Linked DNA regions of Columba livia: region 1 is linked to region 2. A link is a contact called in public Hi-C data. All regions are on one chromosome and are shown on one strand. The core of a region is the stretch at or near the end of the contact, and the rest is flanking DNA. Distances in the headings are between cores, read along the strand shown. Region 1 has its middle 160 kb from the start of NEURL1. Region 2 overlaps SH3PXD2A (SH3 and PX domains 2A).

The links. A called contact is a pair of places that touch in the nucleus more often than the background predicts.
Region 1: a contact with region 2 is called in a Hi-C map of liver, with 6 times the contacts expected there. The contact joins two enhancer-like sites. A contact is called at or near these places in 2 of 2 Hi-C or Micro-C datasets (crop and liver).

The regions. Positions count from the first base shown.
Region 1 is chr6:13,532,402-13,535,208 of bColLiv1.pat.W.v2, forward strand. No RefSeq gene overlaps it. Among named protein-coding and RNA genes, the nearest start is that of NEURL1, 160 kb to the right of the region's middle. Within about 2 kb of position 1,405, at least 1 of the 3 cell types and tissues checked has an H3K27ac peak away from gene starts, as active enhancers do.
Region 2 is chr6:13,416,019-13,418,718 of bColLiv1.pat.W.v2, forward strand. All of the region lies in intron 5 of SH3PXD2A (SH3 and PX domains 2A), which reads left to right. Among named protein-coding and RNA genes, the nearest start is that of SH3PXD2A, 150 kb to the left of the region's middle. Within about 2 kb of position 1,278, at least 2 of the 3 cell types and tissues checked have an H3K27ac peak away from gene starts, as active enhancers do.

The DNA of each region.
Region 1 (2,807 bases), core at 155-2,654, 120 kb after region 2:
TCAGCAGAGTTACACTGACAGAAGACCTGCAGTGGAGCAAAGTACCTTGTGTGCGCTTGGCATGAACCATTCTCAGCAAAAGCAAGTGCCGTGCATTTGGTTCCTACACCTCTGAAGGGTGCACAGTGCCGCTGAGCCTTGGTGCTGCCATGCTCTGATCCACTTCCCTGCAGGTCTTACAGCTTTTAAAAACCAACTGGAGCTTTGCTGCTATGTGCTAGTGGATTCCCATCACAGGTGGTTCCTTGTCTGGCAATTTCAGATGCTATTTAGCTATGTAGCAAAGTGCTATGTATGATGATCTGAAAGCAAATGTTTGTGTAAGTTATTTTATTTCCATTTGCTTTTAGTTGCTTGGTAGAAGCAGGGACCACCAATGCAGCGATGCATGAAGAAACGTCTGCACACTGTGTCTGTTTGGCCTCTGCAAGCTCTGCCCAGTGCTCGTATTTCTCTTTCTCTCCCTCTGTGTTGCTCAGTGGTCATGTCTGTTGTGTGTCTGTGATTTTCACATAAAGTACTGTATGTAGGGCCGGATCCAGAAGCCCGCAGTCAGTTGACTTTGGGTTGGGATGTAGGTTGCTGTTGCTGCTTTTCCTCCTCTGTCTAAACCGAGCTCAGAGCAAAGCACAGATGTCTGTAGAAAGTCACCTATAACTCTGCTTTGGGGTGTCAGTTTTGTGGGGTGTGCCTGCATTGCACAGGTGGAGGAGGGTGGAACGAGGAGATCTTTTTCCTTGGGTGCCCTCACATCAGGGTTAAGGCTCCACAGTGATCCCTGAGGTGAAAGTCACACTGCACCACATGCAGACCTGACTGGTGTAGGCAGAACAAATTAGTTTCTCCCATTTTATAATGTCAGGGCTGGGCTGGTCCCATGAACCATGTTCTTCATTTGTTCTTGCATCAAGGTAGTGTTGATTCTAGTTGGAGAGTGCAATTTTTTGTGTGTGTTTGTTTCTTGTAATGAATTGGGTTTAAAGCTTCACACTGGCGAGCATAAGCCACTGTTGTCCTGAGTTGAGACTCCTGTTTGTTACTGAATCGAAATAATGGGAATTTTGATTGTAATTTGGAAATAAATTAGAGGTAACTATATTGGCAGGGGAGGAATAGATAAAATATGAGGAAAAATATGTTTCTAATAAGGCCATAAATTATTTGGTCTGGCACTGCAGGTGCTTTCTCTGTATAGATGGTTTTAGTACATCACTGCTCTGTGTTAGGATTTTTTATCTTTGAGAAAAGTTGAGTTTGTTCATTCTGTGATATAGTAAGGCAATCTGTATCCTGAGGCAAATGACCCACCAAAGGAAGACAAACATGGGTTAGGTTTTTGTTGTACTTGAGGTGGTTTGTGTGTCTGGGAGTTTGCATACACTGGGGTTTGGCTGATGTAGTGGGCAAGACTGGCTTGTTCCAGGCTGCCCATTATTGCCCCTCTGCAAAACACCCCAGTGCTACTGGCCCTTCTGGAAAAGTCTTGGGTTTAGAGATCTTTCCCTGATGCTCAGTTATTTGGTTACAATGGTACCAGTCTTGCTTCATGGAGGAGAAAAACAGGGGGGAGGGAGAATCTCTTGGCACTGTAGGATAATTTTTAAAATATAACATTTAATATTAAAATAAATATTTCATGCTTCTTCAGCTATTCCCCTTCAGAGCTGTTTTAGTGACTCTGATGTCTGAAATTTAAGCAACGTGGCAGCTTTCTCTGTGCAAACAGTTCTTTTGTGGTTCAAGAGCTTGTTCTTGAACTGCTTCTGGGTCACCAGGGAAGTAGTCATAAATAAACAAAATCCCATCATCACACTTGGGGTTTAGACTGGGGGGGTCATCAAATTTTGTTCTGACTCTGGGTCGCCTTGAGCATCCAGACTCAGTTTGTTTCTGTCCCCTAGAAGCAAGAGAGAATAGTGCAGTCACTGGAACTTAGCCTGTAACAATTGGTGAACTGGAACAAATAAAAAAGGAATTAAAAGTAAAACTTAAAAAAAAAGAGAAATATTTCAGTGAATTGCTGACTTAACTATTTCCTGCCTTGGATTTTCAGGGGCGGGGGGTGAAGTTATAATTGTTTCCAGTCTCTCTAGGAGGATTTTTTTCTGCAGCACGCTAAATAGGCTTGCTGAAAAGTCTTGCTCGTTACTCATGGTGAGTTCAAACCTGGAATATTGCAAAAGCAAAGTGAGCGTAGCATTACAATGACTTTTTTGTACTGAGGGTCCAAACTGAGTATTGTGGGGTCAATAGTGTACAGCGTAGGTGCATTTCTGCTGTCTGGCTAACCTCACGTTACATCAGTGCCTTTATTGCAGATTTAATTGCGGACAGCAGCACTCGTTACTCTGCCTGCAATGTTTGGGGAGAACCAAGCAGATGAGCCTCCTCAGTTAAGACTTCATATTGAATTTCAAGTCTTGCCAGCAGTTTGATTGATTGTTGCTCAGGCTAAAGTTCAGATGCAGATAGCTCAGGGTGGGTGTTGAAAGCAGCTCAGCTGGACATGTACATCTGTAGCTGTTTTCAGAGCTGTTAATTAGCCCAAATTGTATCTGGGAATGATGGGTAGTCAGTTATTGGGAACCTAAACCTGTTGTTGAATGAGGACTGGAATCAAAGCAGTTGTGTTCCCCTGCATTAGCAAAGCAATTGAATGTGTCAGGAGGGGAAACTCCTGTGGGTTTTGCTGTCCCAAATTTGTATTTGACCAAAAAAAAAAAAAAAATCAATCTAGGCCTGGTCTAACTGAGGTTTTGCAGTGGGTTTCCCAGGTGGCTGATGTTCTTAGTGTGACCTTGACTATT
Region 2 (2,700 bases), core at 28-2,527:
TTTAAAGCTCATTAACCTTCAAGATTTAATTAGCAGGAAGCAGGCTGTTTAATGGAGGTTTGAGGTGCCCTGTGCCTGCTGTTGCTGTTGGGTGTGCAGGGGCTCTGTGCAGCCAGCGCAGTGGGAGCCTCATGGGACAGGGACTTGTGGGATGAGTGGGAGGAAAGGGCTAAAAATTCCTGAATTCAGAGTCTCTCTCTGCTCCAGATTTGCTTTACGGGAGCTGCTTTGTCTCCCTGTGCATGGCCTAGCCTGTATTTTAGCTCTCAGGCCAGCCCTCACTAGAGGATACCTGTGGCTGATGGGCAGCGCAGCGTTTCTGTGCTTTCTGATTCAGACTTTCCAAAGTCCTACTGGTGGCAAGGTAATGTCATCATGTCTGCACTTTGGAAATGCATATTTTACGAATGTGAAAAAAATTGGATGTACATGCATGCTCCATCCCTGGTCCTGCCAGCTGCATGTATCTATATACATTTGTATTTCTAGTTATTGCGAGTTTTGCCGTGGCATGATCAAGCATATCGAGCCAAATACACTTGACCAACAGACCTTTGGAAGGCAAATAGTTTTTGCAGTTACGGAGCCTTGCTTGTCGAGGAATATTGGCAAAAGAGGTTGTCAGGGTAAGGGAACTGAATGTTGTTTATAACAGACTTATAAACCTTTTGGTTCCCAGAGTGCTTCCCATCCACTGAACCCAAGGTGCCTTGTGCATGCTTTGTGGTGATGGATTGTGTCTCACAGAGGCAACAGTCCCAGCTAGAGAGTGTTTCACAGCCCTATGCCATGCCACGTAGACATCATCTTTCACATAGGTGCTGTCGCTTTTGTTCTTTATCTGTGTAAAGCCTGACACAACAGGCTCACTTCACGGACGGTGCCTGCACAGACGTTGCCACAGTGCAAGTAGGTATTAAATCGTGTCTGGACTCCAGAGTGAGAAGTATCACCTCTGACAGCAGCTGGAGGATGCTGGTGCAGGGGATGCAGCCGGCAGAGGGAGCGCGGACCATTGCACACCGCCTGCTTGTCTCTAGTTCAACGCAGCACCCTGCAAACCCGCCACTTTCTTCCCTTTTCTCAGCAGCCTGCTAAGCGGGAACAGAGCAACGCGATAAGGGATTGTTTATTATGGAAACATGCCACTTTTAGTAGATTTACAAGCAGCTTTGTAGAGCTCCTGGTCGCTCTGTGTTTTTGTTTTTAGTCCGTTACTCATCCTGATACATAGTTGGTATGTGTCTGACCATGGCTGTAAAAGACACTAGCGGGGACATGATGGGGCCAAAGCATGGGAGACAGAGAGCAGCTGTCAGGCGGCATTTCTTCCAGGGGTTTGAGGAGTACCAGCAGGCTGTGTCAGCCCAATAGTGACTGTTTCTCAGTGACTGACTTTGCAGTCAAACTATTTTGTAGTTCCTTCAAGGCCCCATGGTTTAGCGGCTGCACAGATGGTTACATTGCATTTAGAGCAAAGTGAAATAACACTAGTTCCTCCCATCCTCTGCTGCCTCACCCCAAGAAATTAGCGACCTCTTTTGGGAGCTACTAGTCAAAATTGCAGATCCAAACACCTCCAAACTTTCATCAAAGTTTGAAACCAGTTCAGGAGCTGAATTTCAAGTCTACTTTTCCTGTGCCAAAATCCCCAGAGCTGAATACCTGGGAACTTTGGAAGTGGAGTAACTCATGGACCAAATATACTCTGAGTTTTTCATTGTCTGCCTCTAATGCATCAGCTCTCCCACAATAATATGTCTAGCCTGGTTCATAGCACAATCGCTGCTGTAATCGTGACTGAAACCTGGATAGGTTAGAAATCCATATGTGGATCTGTGTCTGGGTGAATTTGGCAGACAAAAAGCAGTCCCCCAAAGGCAATTTCTTCCTATCAAATCTTCTGCCAATTTTAACAGGTTTGATTTATGCTTTTTAAGGTTACTGAGCTCTTTGCTGAAAGAGTTGAAGGCCATCCTCCCTGGCGCTGTTACTTGAATGAGCCACCTCAGGAGCAAGACTGGCTTCCAGATCACAGCGTAGCTGAGGGCTTATATCTGTTACATGTGAGCTTTCTCTGCCTGTCTCATTGGTCTCCTGCACTTCCTTAGCTCAAACAAGTGCTTCCAGTTACCAAAAAGTATATGTGACACACATCAGTCATGGTTGTGTTTTGTGCCCGGTAGTTGTAAGTGTGGTGGGATACAAGCGTTGCACTTGTACTTGTTCCTTTACCTGTTGCTGCAACCTAGGGTAAAGAAGGAATGTACCATGTGGGTATGTAATCCTCCTGGTTTCTCTGATGAAACTCTGCTTTTGGGGTTGGGTGTATTTTGGTTTTGTTTTGTTTTTAAATATTTTTAAAATTTGCTCCGAATGAAGAAATTGATTAGGCCAGTTGGAGGTGTACAAGGGAAGTTTTGCACAGGAGAAACCAGAGCAGGTGAGCAGTTCTTGGAGTTGCTTGGACAGTAGATGAGGGCATGGAGTAAGAGGTCAGTGAGAGGGTAGTTAGATTAGTTAGAAAGACTGGCTGACCGGAATGTAAGCTGAGCATAGCAGTCTGGAAAGTAGATCATCTTTCTGAAAGGCACAGAGAAAAAAATAATGGCTCCAGATTCATCCCTTGTGTAATTCTTTTGAAGTTGGTGGCTTGCACCAGGATGATTTAACCCCATTAATTTTAATGGGTCACTGCAG